Regions from separate parts of the Sus scrofa genome. Here regions 1, 2, 3 and 4 are each linked to region 5. A link is a contact called in public HiChIP or PLAC-seq and promoter capture Hi-C data. All regions are on one chromosome and are shown on one strand. The core of a region is the stretch at or near the end of the contact, and the rest is flanking DNA. Distances in the headings are between cores, read along the strand shown.

Region 1 (2,700 bases), core at 79-2,578, 500 kb before region 5:
TATCAATCAATTAAAATAGCACTCATTAGAGACATCGTGAGTATTATGACTTTATGACCCAGGGAAGGAGGGTTCTGGAAGCAGAATGGGGTACTGGGGGAAAGGCCTAGCATTTTAGATTGAGCTGTTTTCCTACCTAAGCATGACCTTGGGTAGATCACCTCCATCTCTGGGCTTAAGGGTCCCTCAATGACCTGAGGGAGCTAGACTATTCATTAAAGAATTTCAGGGAGAGTTCCAGCTCTCTCTGGAGCTTTAAAGTCTCAGGTGTTCACCATCACCCTCACCTGGCACTAAAAAGGTGCTTCATGAATATGTGGAGAAGGAAGGAAGGCCTACTTCTCATTTTACAAGACTGAACACTGGGCCTTGGAGGGGCTGGGTGACAGCTCAGGGACAAAGAGCCAGTTAGCGGTTGTGCGCGGAGGCCCTCGAACCCCTGGCCTGGAGACTTCTGGGGTTCCAGGAGAGGTAACAAGGAGAGAGACCATAGACAGAAACCTATTTAGTTTTGTTTTTTTGGGGGGTTGTCTTCCCAACGGAAGGCTCCCTGGAATCCACTGGTCACCAGGCTGGGCAGCTCTGGAATCAGACCGCGGGGGTCCAACCCCAGCTTCCGGACTTGCCGGCATCATGGCATTAGCCTAGTCACCTCTGGGTCGCTGTTTACTCTCGGGAAATGAACAGGGCCTGGCTTAGGGCGCACCAGCGCCTGACCGGTCCCCTCGGGCGGTACTCCACGCCGCAGCACAGAGCACGCCGAGGGCGACTTTCCAGGACTGTTGACGGGCGGCGCAAACCGGAACACGTGGTGTGGGTAAGCGCCATAGTAACAATTAATACCTATAAACTCTCCGTTAGGAGCCAGCGGCAGCGCGCTCGCACTCCTCCGACCCCCAGGCCTAATTTAAGAGCTCTCTCACGTGGTGGTCCCTCAGACGTCCGGGTTCGAGCCTCACGGTGACCTTGGACCGCCTCGCTTCTCCCCGCTGCCCATCTGTAAAGCGGGGATGGAGACCCGACGCAAGGGTCCGAGGACTATCTTCCGCACCAGTGGTGGGGCGCGGGGGCCGCACAATCCGCCTGTTCCCTGCAGGCCCTCGTAGGCCGTCTCTAGGTACCCCGCCCTCCTACCTTCCTGCCGGCAGTAGGCCATAGTGCAGCCCGGCGCTCCAACCTCGCGGTGATCGCGGTGGCTGCCTCACGCCGTGACCTCTCCCCGGCGAGGCGGGCGGCTGGGAGGCCCGTGCGGACCCGCCCCCTCCAGGCCTGCCCTCCGCGCGCCTGCCTCGGAGCTCCTAGCCCGGCCTTCTCAACCGGGAACTACATTTCCCAGCAGGCCGCGCGCCGCCGAGCAACTCCCTAGACAGAAGGAACTGCAATTCCCAGAATGACCTGCAATGCGCAGGTGCACCAGTGAGGTACCGGGTAGGTTGCAACTTCCGGAGAGGGCACCAGACTACGTTTCCCAGGAGGAGGCGCGGCGGGCGAGAGCAGAAAAACCGCGGCTTGCGGGGCGTTGCTCTGTAGCGCATCCTAGGGCTCCGGGCTTCCCGCGCCTTTTGGCCGCCATCTGGCTGTCGAGAGGTGGCGGGATTCCGTGGTGCAGCCGTAAGTCCGTTTTCTTGCTGAGCCGAGTGAGGCGGGCGGTGACCGGATCCTGCCATGGCTGCGAACGTGAGTGTCCCCGGCTTCGCCGGCCACACCCAGGCTGCCTCGTCCACTCTCCCGGCCGCCCGCCGTAGCCCCTTGTGCGGCTAACCGCCTCCGTGCAGCCGGCCCTTCCTCCCTCTCGCTCCCGGGTCCGCTCCTTCCGGCAGGGCAGCCAGGTCGTCCGTACGTGCGGTCAGCACCCGGTGGTCCACGTCCTCCTCGGGGGCGCGTGGTGGTAGAGACGCAACCTCTGGAGGTGTGGCTCTGTCTCCGGGTCCGCTTATGTGCGGCGCCTCCGCGCAGCTCCTTCTTTCCTTCTCGGTTCCCGCCTGCGCCTTTGGGATTCTCACATTTGCGGACTTGAGAGTTGGACGGGACTTCAGACAGGAGTCCCCCATGGGGTGTGTGGGGAGGCAGATATCGCCCTGGTGAAGCTGTCCAGAAACGCACTGTCCTAGCAGGCACTGAGGTCCCCGCTCCAGGGAGTATGTAAACCAAGGCTCTGATGTTGTGCAGAGGGGCAGACTAGTTTGGAGCAGAGGAGTTAGCATGACTGGGAGAGGGAGCATTTCCCTACTGCTGGCCCCTCGTCTTCCTGGCTTTGGCTTGGTTGGAAAGGCCCTGGCTGAGGGCGGTGCCCTTGGAAAGGCAGCTGCTTTTCTCCCTGCTTTTCTGAGGAACCTTTCTATTTAAGCCCCACATTCATTCAACAAACCGAGGGGCACCTGCCAACAGGGTGCTGGGTGTGGGAGAAGCTGGTGACTCATGTTCCTGTCTTCTGCAAAAGTGCCTCTGGTGCCAGCTCGGAGCCCAGCCAGCTGAGGCACTCCCTCCCTCCTGCTTTGGTGGCATGTCCTAACCACTCTCTCTCTTGGCCTTTCACACCCTCTTAACAGGCCCTTCCTCTGTCCCCAAGGTCCTCTCTGCCTTCCACACCCCCTGAGAAGCCAGGGTTTGCCTCACCCACAGCCCCAGCACACTTTGCCTGAGTTTGCATTGTCTGGGAGGCCAAGAAGCCTTTGAAAAAGCACCTAGAAAAGCCTCAGA
Region 2 (2,799 bases), core at 115-2,614, 480 kb after region 5:
AAGACTGTCTCCCTCTTTTATAGGAGCTGCTTGGCCTCTGCCCTGTGACTTCTCATGTGGAAGGATGGATGGATGCAAAGTGGGTTGTGAAGGAGTATCTGTGTGCCCACTCAGCCCTAAAACTACTAAGTCTTCTAGGAAGCCCTCATCCCATCTGACCCCATGCTAGCAGGTCCAAGTTCTTGGGTTCACCTGTGGAAAGCAAATGGCTAGGATAGCTTCTGGCTCTTCTGAAGAGCCCTGCACTGAAGGCCCCTCCACAGAAAGTTGCTCTCCTGTCTCATTTTGATCCATCCCACACACCCAACCCCAAAGTTTCTGAAAGGCAGGACTTGGATTCCCAGCACAAAGCAAGGGGCCTACCATCAACAGGCACTCAGGAAATTTATACCTAATACCTGAAAAGCCCAAGGCACTCTGTTGCCTCAAAGTTCAATGCAAAACTTTCACTGCAAGCTTCCATTCAATGAGTCCCTACTCCGTAGCCTGAAAAACATCAAAAAGCTGGGGGCTGGAAGGGTGTGCCGCAATTGTAAGGGTGATCAGTCAAGAACGAAGCACTTTCAGAGCTACTACCCACGAGCCAGATGTAGTGCCCTGGACAACCAAGCGACCTAACCTCCGTGCTTCCCCTCTCTAGGGTGGGGTTTCCGTAAACATCGAAGGAGCTAACGCAGGAGAAGCACGCAGAAACGTGCTGCCAGCAACTGTTACCTTTCACTGCACCCCCTCGTCGGCCCTGGGACGGAAGTGTCATCCTCTGTGGGACACTGAGGCGACTCAACTCGCCCAAAACCAGCAAGCGCAAGCGCCAAGACTGAAGGATGCCGGTCACTCCCGCACTGGGCTCCAACCCAACCGCAGCCGGCCTGTGCTCCGCTAGGCTCTGGGCACCTGGGGGCGCTGAGAGGACTCCGGCCTCCCAGGGCAGCCCGGAGCCGCGGTTCTCTCCCGGTTGTGGAACTTGGGGTCGCTGCCCGTCTGTGAAATGGGGCAACAGCACCAGCCCCAGGATTCTGCAGGCGCTAGCGCAGCGCCAGGCGTCCACGCGATTAGGACCCCGTGGCGGCCCCGATGGCTCGGACTGACCTGGCGCCCTCGCCCAGCTCCCCGTGCGTGTTGTAGTTCACCGTCATGACCTTCACCGAGTCCTTGAATACCACGTCCCCCTGGCCAAGATACTGCAGGGTACGGCGGATGGGGAAGCGGCCCTTCATGGGCATGGCGGCGGCGGAGGAGCCGGACCGCCGGCCGTGACCAGCAAAGACCAGAGACACTAGCGCAGAAGACGACACCCAGGCTGCCTTGCCACTCCTTATCCGCGCTTTTCCACTTCCCGCGCAGACTCACGGGAGAGTTCTCCCGGCGGGCGGTGCGCGCCGCGGAGCATCCTGGGACTTGTAGTCGCGGCTGGCGGAGCTTGGCTTAGGCCGGGCGGCTGGAGCCAACCTGTTCTCTTAAAGAGTAGAATACCCTCTCTTGGAACGGTTAGGTTTTCACGCTCTGTGAATCGATCTCTTTTCCCTTCGCCAAGAGGACTTTGCCGTTTTATACGGCCTCAAGCTCAACCATTCAAACAAGCTTGCGAGTTGAGTTGTTACTAAGTGGGCTATTAACTGTCTGTTCAACCTCAAATATCAGTTTTTTTCTTTCAATTTGTCCAGTTTTCAAGTGAAGTTGGAACTGCACAATTTCTAACATTGATTTTTTAAAAGAGACCTGCAAAAGAAAAGAAAAAAAAAAAAAAAAAGGAAAATTTGGGATCTTTCCCTTCCCAGATTAGCCACTTCAGAGCTCAGGATCTCAATTTCTTCAAAAGCAAAAGATGAATGAGACGCATTTCTGAATTCCTTTTTTTTTTTTCAGTGCCGCACCCTTGGCAAATGCAGGTTCCCAGGCAAAGGGTTGAATCAGAGCAACTGCAGGAGGCCAGGGACGGAACACGAAACTTCGTGGTTCCTAGTAGGATTCATTTCCACTGTGCCACAAGGGGAACTCACTTTTGAAGAATAATTTTGCCATATGTAGAACCTGGGGAAGGGGGTGGGAAGAATCTTCAATACTAAATATTTCACTCCATTCTCTTGCATGGTTTCTTATGATTGGTCAGCTGCATTACCACTATAGTAAGATGGTTAGGGTGGTTTTCTTTTTTGTTTATTTCAGGATTTTTGTCTTTGGCTTATAGTTTGAATAAGATATACCTGGGGGGGTGTGTGTATGTTTTTGGGGTTTTTTTTGGGGGGGGGTCTTTTCTAGGGCTGCACCCACGGCATATGGAGATTCCCAAGCTAGGGGTCTAATCGGAGCTGTAGTCACCGGCCTATGCCAGAGCCACAGCCACGCCAAATCCGAGCCACATCTGTGACTTACACCACAGCTCATGGCAATGCCAGATCCTTAACCCACTGAGAGAGGCCAGGGATCAAACCCGCAACCTCATGGTTCCTAGTTCTTAGGTTCGTTAACCACTGTGCCACCACGGGAACTCCTATGTGTATATTTTTGGTATTTATCCTGCTTGGTTTTCTCTGAGCTTCCTGGAACCGTGGTTCCGTAATTATAAGTAATTTTGAAAAGTTCTTGGCCATTATTACCTCAAATATTTTTCTTTCATCTTTTTTTCTCCTTCTGGTGTTCCAATCAGTGTTTTACCTCTGTTGAAATTGTCCCCATGTTCTATTCTGTTTGGTTTTTTGTTTGTTTGCTTTTTAGGGCCGCACCCGTGGCATATGGAGGTTCCCACACTAGGGCTTCAATTGAAGCTACAGCTGCCAGCCTATGCCACAGCCACAGCCA
Region 3 (2,700 bases), core at 114-2,613, 340 kb after region 5:
CTTTCAGATTGGTTTTCAGGCTTATTCTCCTCAATTCCTCAGGAAATGATCTTTATTATACAAGACTCTGATCCAGGACTTGGAACTTGGGAATATTTCCAACTTGGTGTCAATTCCCCAAATCAAGGAAGGATTACACACATTTCAGCAGGAAGTAGCCAGAGCAGTCACTGCTTCATTACCTTGAAGATTTAGGAAAGGATGAAAATGGGGTTGGAGTTTGCAAACAAGTCCCCCTAAACCCAAGCTCCTTTGTCGAGTTTATGATTAAACTATCGAAAATATTATTCTTTTCTTTTTACGGCCTCACCTGCGGAATATGCAAGTTCCTAGCTAGAGGGTCAAATTGGAGCTGCAGCTGTAGGCCTATGCCACAGCCATAGCAACACCAGATCTGAGCTGCGTCTGTGACCTATGCTGAAGCTTGTGGCAACACTGGATCCTTAATTCACTGAGGCCAGGGATCGAACTTGCATCCTCAGGGACACTGTGTTGGGTTCTTAACCCAATGAGCCACAAGGGGAACTTTTTATTCCCTTTCTTGCCCAACACATGCTCTCCCCAAGATTGAGGGGTATCAAAGAAAAGTGGGTAATAGTAAGACAACAAAATTCTGACTCCATATTAGATCTGTTCCTTTATTACATCATCCATGGTTTCCTTCTTGAAGAGGGACGCCATGGTCAGAGATGGTGCCTGGGCTACCCTGCTTGGCCCAGTCTGGGCCTGCAACTGGAAGAGTACAGAAGGGAAAGGATAGGTTTGAAGGGTTCAGGATGGTGGAGTGGATGGGCAAAAGAAGAGGGTGGGGATCCACAAAGCCTGCCACAATGAGCTGCCCAGAGCTCAGGTGGCTTCAAACTAAGACACTTTTTGGAGAGCTGTTAGCACAAAGGAGCTGACACCAAGAAGTTTCCAATGACTAACCATGCCCCTCCCTCAACTTTCCTTTATAAAGGCTTTGCCAAAAAAAAGTTCAGGTTTTTGTTGTGTTTTGTTTTCTTATTAGGGCCTGAGGCACAAGAAAGTTCCAGGCTAGGGGTCAAATCGGAGTTGCAGCTGCCAGCCTACACCACAGCCACAGCAATGCTGAATCCTTAACCCATTAAGCGAGGCCAGGGATGAAACCCACATCCTCATGGATACTAGCTGGATTCTTAACCCAGTGGGCCACAACAGGAACTCCCAGAGTTCAGGGGTTTTTCTTGGGCCTGAGCCAACCTGTCTCCTTGCACGCCCTGCAATAAATCTTTCTCTGCTCCAAACTCTGACATTTTGGTATTGTTTGGCTTTAGTATGCACACAGATTTACATCCAGTATTGAGTATCTAATGAAAACCAGTAACTCAAGATGTATAGGATTAAGAGAAGCAATTATATTTATATTTAAGCAATTCCACAGAGTTTCTTGATACACTTAAGCATCATCGTTTACTAGTTCACATCTCCAAAAGGAGACACATGGAAGAAAGATTTGGATCATATGTTCAAGATTTGGGAGGCTTTTAACACTATCTGATACTCCCAGAAGCTGGTGTATCCTCGGACCTTTCAAACCCCAATTAAATACTCTCTGTACCGAGTAGGGCACAAAGAATTCAATATCCACCCAAGAAACCATACACTTCCGATCTACAGGCGCTCCGCTGTGTCACCGCTTCCTCAGTCCACAAACAGAGGCCTCGGCAGGGCGGACGCCGGGTGGAAGACCTTACGGTGAGAACACAGCCCCCACCTGGCCTCCAGCCGCCAGAGGAACCCGGGAGGGGCGGACTGGCCCCCGAATAACGGAGCCCTGCGGTCCCGGCTTTTTAAAACGACCAACCACCCCTTTACCCCAACGACCGCGGCCTCCACCCTCCATTCTGGCCCTGCGGCGGTGCAGGCGGCGGTACGGGCCGAGGCTCCGGCGAACAGCGCGGAGCCTGCGTCTTCCTCCGCCACCGCCGCCCGGCCGGACAGCCGTGGGGCCGGATGGAGCAGCGCGGCCGCCGCGTTCCGGTGCGCGCGCGCGCCTCAGCCAATCGCGTGCTCGCCCGCCCCCCGCGGCCGCGGCGAGGCCGGCGCTGGGAAGAGGAAGAAGAACATTCGCCCTCCTCCTACCAGCGCGCGGGCGGCGGCGGCGGCGGCACCGGGGTCACGAACTCTGACCTTTCGCTGACAAAAACAATAACAAACCCCCCCTTCCCCGCGACCCCGGCGGCGCCCCCGGGCCCGCCCCCGCCGCCCCGCTCCCACCTCGGCGTCTCGTCTCTCGCCCGCTGCCCCGCGAGCCCGCGGCCCCGGGCTCCCGCCATCCGCCGACGCCGGGAAGCCGGCCTCCCCGCGTCCTGCCCTCCGCGCCGGGGGCCGCCCGCCGCAGACACGGGACCTGCTCCGAGGCCGCTTTGGCGCCAAATCCTGAGGTAAAATTGAAAAAGGGCCGGGGCGGGCTCGGGCCGGCGGCGGAGGGGGCGGGCCTGGCGCGCGGACATGGAGGCGCCGCGGCGGCGCCTGAACCCGACCCTTTTACCTTTGCCACGGGGCGGTGGCGCCGGCCGCTTTGCATAGTGGGCCGGGCCGCTCCCCTCCCCTCCCCGCCCGCGGCCGGGCGAAGCGAGCGGGCTCCCCCTGACCGGTCGGGCCGGCGCGAGGGTGGGGGCGGAGGGGGCCGGCCGCGGCCCCGCCTCACAGTTGGCCCTCCGCCAGCGCCGCCATTTT
Region 4 (2,700 bases), core at 41-2,540, 430 kb before region 5:
AGACTAGGAAGAGACAACAGGAGAGGCAGCAGCAGCCAGATCATACAGGGTCTTGTAGGCCAAGGTGAGGAATCTGGAGGCTGTTATGCCAATGGGAAGACACAGAGAGTCTGAAGTGGGAGCATGGCAAAATCAGATTTTTTTTTTTTAAGGTACTTTGCGCTGCAGCACAGAAAACTCCTCCAGGGGGATGAAAAGAAGTAGGGAGACCCGTAGAGAGGCAACTGCAGTCGTTCAACTGAAAAGTGATGGTGGTTTCGACAGGGTATGTGGCCATGGAAACAGAGAAGTGGAGAGATTTGAGATATGGTTTTGAGGTTAAACTGATAGGATTTGCTTTCTGAAGGACTGGATGTGTGTTGGAGGGAAAAGGAGTTTGTTTTAACAAGTGATGAAGGGGTCAAAGACTGATATGGGGTAAAAGTAAGAAAGGGATAGGTTTAAAGGGGAAATCAAGTGTTTTGCTTTGCGCATGACAAATATAAGCAGCCTACTCGATATGCACGTTGTCAGGTGGGATCCAAATCTGGGACTCTCCACACACCACAGCACTCTAAGTCTTGGTCCCTTCGTCTCGTGGCGACACAACATAATAGCAGTACCTTTCACATATTCAGCCCCCTGCTTCCGCCTGCATCCTGGGGGCGAAAAGGAGCAGAAAGAGGCTACGCAGAGGAACTCGCGGTCGGCTGGGCTCTAGCGGAACGTCTCAGGGCGCATCACCTCTGGCCAGGAGAGCAAAGGCGCAGGGCCGCCGGGGAGCACCTGGGCACGTGCACACCCCCAGCCTCCCTAGGCCTCCGGAACACCGCCCCCAGCGCAGGTGGGAGGGAGGATGCCTCGCTCACACCTCCAGGAAGCCGGCCTCCTGCTACCCCCACCCAAACCTCTTCCACCCTCCCTACCAACCCCAACTCAGCCTGGCTCATACCCGCCTCCTTCTCCTCGCGCCGGGCTTTGCCCTCGCCCTTGGCCTTCTGGCCGCGCAGTTTGCGCCCCCGCGGCGCCCTGCCCGCCGAGCGCTTTGGAGCCATCTCTGCCCGGGCAAGACTCGCCTAGAGCGTGACGCACCGCGTCTCCGCGGGACGCAGCTCGCGCGCGGCCCCGCCCCCAGGCGGTGCAGGGCCTGGTCACGCCCCCTCCGGTAGATTCCCGCCTGCGCCCAGGCTGAAGCTCCGCCCCAGCCTCAAAGGGACCAATGCAAGCTGCAGGAAGCAAGAAGCTGTAAAACCAACCTCTTTCTACTTCCAGTGCATAGAGTCCTCACGTTTCCGGAGACTGGGGTGGGCATAGGGAGCAGCTCTCGTGCCCTCGCGAGAGGACGGAAAGGGCGCAGGGTTTGAAACATGGCGGACGACGTGGACCAGGTGAGTATCTTCTGAAGAGTTCGCTCTGGGGCGGCTTCTCCCTGTCCAGGCCAGGGTGTGCCCAGCTTTGTTTACCAGGGTTGTTTTCCCCAAGCTCAGGGTTGCTTTTCCCAAACTCACGAGAAAGTGGCCTGTCACGCCGCCTCTTTCTGGGTCATCACGGCCTTAACCTGCCTCTTGGTTAACCGCGCCCCCTCCGAATTTTGCCTCAGGCCCTGAGACCTTTGTTGTTCAAAACCCTCCTGAAAATTAGTTATTCCTCACTCTTCTCACTTCCTTTCTCTTGAGTCTCACGTTGATTTGTAGAATGAGAACCATTATCCTTGCCTGCCTCACGGAGCTCTCGGGATTCTGATAGAAAGGCTAATAAAACATTTAGTGGGTTATTGTCATTACTGAGCGCAACAATGATTACAGGGTCTACAAACACTAGTGAGTATCACCTTTGTATAGTTAGAAACCTTTCTAAATACCAGGGACATCGGCATTGACTTGGGAGATACCTGCCCAACTTGGGGCTTATATTCGAGGGAGCACAGATAACAAGTAAACATAAATATGCGAAACATATGGAAACTGTGATGTGGTAGGCAGGAGACAGGGAGCTGGTATTTAGAATAACTGATGGTCCTTCAGGCTTTCTCACCTGCTGTCCCGTCTTCTCCAAATGCTCTTCTTCAGATGTTTTTGTGGATTAGGCCGCAGCTTCAGCTGTTTACTGAAATCTCACCTCATATCAAAGAATAGGTCTCTGGCCACCTGCATAAAATGCACTCTCCCAGTCTGCCTTATTTTTCCTCATAGCATGTTCTTTGTTCATATTGAGTATATGGTTCCTTGTTTAATGTCTGTCTCCCCCAGCTAGAATGTGAGTCCCTTGAGAGCAAGAGTCTTGTTTTGTTCACTATTCTGGGTTTAGAACAGTGCTGGAAACACTCAACAAATATTCATTGAGTGAATTAATTGGATGGTCTGGGAGGCCTTTTGAAAAGGCAGTACTTAAAGCTACAGGATAAAAAGGATGGACAGTGGGAGGTAGGTCTCTGTCATGTATATATTCTTACAGTATTATGATTACTTACTTATATGCCTTTCTCCACTAGAATGAACTCCTTGAGGGTAGGGACTGACTCCTGTATCACTGATCTAGTAACTGGCTAGCTGGTCTTTAACAAACATCTGTTGATCTGGAGATGGAAGCAGTTGAGGTCAGGATTTCCTTTCTCTTTTTTGCATCTAGCCCTTTAAGGCTATAGAGACTGTAACATTCAGTCACCTTCCTCCAATGACCCTATGTAATCCCCGAAGCAGCTCTCCTTAAATAATCTTATCA
Region 5 (2,700 bases), core at 176-2,675:
GGAAACCTGAAATGAGCCCTGCAAAGCCACAATCTAGATGCAGGGGCCCTGCATTGGAGGCTCTGGAGGAGGGTCCATTTCCTTGTCTTTTCCAGCTTCTAGAGGCTGCCTACATGCCTCCACAGTGGCACCATCCTCCTTCTTCCAAGCTCACAGTGTAGCATCTGCTCTTTCACTGATTCTGACCTTTCTGCTTCCCTCTTACAAAGACCCTTGTGATTACATTGGACCTACCTAGATGACCTCACTCTCTCAAAATCCTTAATCACATCTGCAAATCCCTTTTGCCATAGAAGAAAACATAGTTTCAGGGGTGTGCTGGGTGGTGTCATTACCCTGTCTACCACATCATTAATATTTTTACCGACTAGCTCACTTCATCTAATCCTCATTGAACTCCATGAAGTAAGTACTATTTTATTCCCTTTTGGAAATAAAAATATGTGTTTCTATGAGACACATAGAAAGTAACTTTCCAAGGTCATACAGCCAGTAAGTGGTGAAGGAGGGATTCCAACCGAGGGGGTTGACTCCTGGAGTTAACATTCCTAGGAGCTGAAATATGTAAAGTGACACACAGCACTATATCAATGTTAGCTAGTATTATTGTTATTTCCACTAAAATTAATAATCCTTATCTTATAGGACTCTTGTGAGAATTTAAATAAATTAACATATGAGGAGTTCCCACCGTGGCGCAGTGGTTAAGGAATCCGACTAAGAACCATGAGGTTGCGGGTTCGGTCCCTGCCCTTGCTCAGTGGGTTGACGATTCGGCGTTGCCGTGAGCTGTGGTGTAGGTCGCAGATGCGGCTCGGATCCCGCGTTGCTGTGGCTCTGGCGTAGGCGGGTGGCTACAGCTCCCATTCGACCCCTAGCCTGGGAACCTCCATATGCCGCGGGAGCGGCCCAAAAAAACAGCAGAAAGACAAAAAATAATAATAATAATAATAATAACATATGAGAAGCACCAGACAGTACCTGGCATATAGCAGATCTTCAAATGGCATTTAGATCTTTGCGATCCTGGTAACCCATCTCTTTTTTTCAGTGGGAAAACATTCATTTTAGTTCACTACGCCCTTCCCAAGATGGCGCCATTGCCACACCCAATCCTCCCCATTCAAGATGGAGCCAATTGCTCCGCAAAGCCGTATGTAGACCTCCTCAAGATGGCGCCAACACTAGCCTTTTTACCTCCCGCCCTCTTCAAGATGGCCTTAGGAGTTAGCTTCATCTCTGTGAGCTCTCAGACCTTCTCAAGATGGTCACGGACGCAATACTTACCACGTTCTGACCTTCTCAAGATGGCACAAAAACGTAAACAGCGTCGCTATCTTAAAGACACTTCCGGTCGCTCTTGAAGCGGGTATTCGAGGCCTGCCGGGATACGTGAAGCGTTCGTTTTGGGCTGGGACACTCTAGGGCCATGATGGACCGGAGGAAAAAACCTTTGGACGTCACAGCGTCCTCGGTAAGTACGGGCTCCGCGTTCTCCTTGCCTCCGCCGGACAAGAATCTCGGCTAGCTTGCTTCTTCCCTCAGGGACGCAGGGTTAGTCTCCCCTCAGACGGGACCCCGGGCCTGGCTTTTCTTCTCAGACCGGACCCGGGCCTGGGCGTCTCCGTTCCAGTGTGCACCCGTGCCAGGCCGGCCCCTCAAGACACCAGCTTGAAACTGCCGTCTTTTCCGGGTTAGGAATGTTCCTGCCTCCGCTCTAGGACAGCCAGGCCTCCTTGCCAGCCTTGTCTCCGTTTCCGTTGGAGGGGACCCTTATCTGTACTCTCTGTCATCCTCCGTTTTGGTTCAGGGACCAGAATGGTCCCTCCAGGATGTCAGAGTGTGACTTACCTCCCTCCCAGTATCCCGTATGCCCCGCATCCCCGACCAGAAAGTAACCCGATATTCATACACCTGGAGGTGCGCGGCCTGGAGCTGTCAGGTCTAACAGGACAAAATCAGCTTTATTAAGTTAGTTAACTCCTGGGAAGAAAACCTGCTCTGAGTACTTGTTCCAGAGCCTGTTGTGCTGAACCCTCCCAACTGCTTTAGGAGGAAGGTGCGGGTAATATACCCTTTTTTTGTTCTGTTTTGTCTTTTTAGGGTCGCACCCGTGGCATGTGGAAATTCCCAGGCTAGGGGTGGAATTGGAGTTGTAGCTGCTGGCAGGCCTATGCCACAGCCACAGTCAACGCGGGATCCCTAACCCACTGAGCGGGCAGGAATCAAACCTGCTTCCTCATGGATATTAGTCGGGTTCGTTACCTCTGAGCCACGACAGGAACTCCCTATCTCCGGTTTTCTGGATGATGACATTGAGGCTCCGAAAGTGAAGGGGCCTGCTCCAGCTTACATTCAGAATTCTTCATGGTAGAACCAGGCTCAATCAGTCTGGTTTGCCGCGTCCATCGCTACAGGGAAATGGGGAATCCTGGAAGAGGGATGGTGCGGTATAACAAAACACACGAGACTCTTTTACATTAAGAAAGTGGGAGACCAGGAGGCACTCCTTTCCACGAAACAAAGGCCCTGGGTTTTAGCCCACTTTTATTAAGGAAGATGCCTTATGTAGATTAGTGGGCTGGAGCAAGCATAGGCAAAGACAAGGGTACCTCTTAGTGAATAATAAAGGAAATTATTCGCACTGGTGCATACCTCTAGGGCATAGTTCAGCTGCTTATTGAATAGCATAGTTGATGC

What was found. Promoter capture Hi-C pulls out the DNA fragments that hold promoters and counts their contacts. HiChIP or PLAC-seq counts read pairs in DNA pulled down with a chosen protein or histone mark.
Region 1: a contact with region 5 is called in an H3K27ac HiChIP or PLAC-seq map of alveolar macrophages. The contact joins the promoter of CHCHD4 here to the promoter of CCDC174 in region 5. A contact is called at or near these places in 1 of 5 promoter capture datasets (liver), 5 of 47 Hi-C or Micro-C datasets (alveolar macrophages, embryonic fibroblasts and liver) and 1 of 2 datasets of contacts at active chromatin or transcription factors (alveolar macrophages).
Region 2: a contact with region 5 is called in a promoter capture Hi-C map of liver, with 2.8 times the contacts expected there. The contact joins the promoter of MRPS25 here to the promoter of CCDC174 in region 5. A contact is called at or near these places in 1 of 5 promoter capture datasets (liver), 1 of 47 Hi-C or Micro-C datasets (skeletal muscle) and 1 of 2 datasets of contacts at active chromatin or transcription factors (alveolar macrophages).
Region 3: an H3K27ac HiChIP or PLAC-seq map of alveolar macrophages shows a contact between it and region 5. The contact joins the promoter of NR2C2 here to the promoter of CCDC174 in region 5. A contact is called at or near these places in 1 of 5 promoter capture datasets (liver) and 1 of 2 datasets of contacts at active chromatin or transcription factors (alveolar macrophages).
Region 4: an H3K27ac HiChIP or PLAC-seq map of alveolar macrophages shows a contact between it and region 5. The contact joins the promoter of LSM3 here to the promoter of CCDC174 in region 5. A contact is called at or near these places in 1 of 5 promoter capture datasets (liver), 4 of 47 Hi-C or Micro-C datasets (blood, embryonic fibroblasts and liver) and 2 of 2 datasets of contacts at active chromatin or transcription factors (alveolar macrophages and skeletal muscle).

What each region holds. Positions count from the first base shown.
Region 1 is chr13:70,415,954-70,418,653 of Sscrofa11.1, reverse strand. CHCHD4 (coiled-coil-helix-coiled-coil-helix domain containing 4) reads right to left here and starts at 1,328. Exons shown (of 3, transcript NM_001243499.1): 1 at 1,135-1,328. The coding sequence starts at 1,156. It overlaps TMEM43 (transmembrane protein 43), which reads left to right and starts at 1,441. Exons shown (of 12, transcript XM_021069380.1): 1 at 1,441-1,677. The coding sequence starts at 1,666.
Region 2 is chr13:69,439,665-69,442,463 of Sscrofa11.1, reverse strand. MRPS25 (28S ribosomal protein S25, mitochondrial) reads right to left here and starts at 1,364. Exons shown (of 4, transcript XM_003358532.5): 1 at 1,090-1,364. The coding sequence starts at 1,223.
Region 3 is chr13:69,576,301-69,579,000 of Sscrofa11.1, reverse strand. NR2C2 (nuclear receptor subfamily 2 group C member 2) reads left to right here and starts at 1,363. Exons shown (of 15, transcript XM_005669805.3): 1 at 1,363-2,405. It overlaps LOC106505680 (serine/arginine repetitive matrix protein 3-like), which reads right to left. Exons shown (of 4, transcript XM_021069810.1): 2 at 2,513-2,700.
Region 4 is chr13:70,347,270-70,349,969 of Sscrofa11.1, reverse strand. LSM3 (LSM3 homolog, U6 small nuclear RNA and mRNA degradation associated) reads left to right here and starts at 1,290. Exons shown (of 4, transcript NM_001244928.1): 1 at 1,290-1,367. The coding sequence starts at 1,347. It overlaps XPC (DNA repair protein complementing XP-C cells), which reads right to left and starts at 1,129. Exons shown (of 15, transcript XM_021069376.1): 1 at 932-1,129. The coding sequence starts at 1,034.
Region 5 is chr13:69,917,621-69,920,320 of Sscrofa11.1, reverse strand. CCDC174 reads left to right here and starts at 1,425. Exons shown (of 12, transcript NM_001244302.1): 1 at 1,425-1,474. The coding sequence starts at 1,433.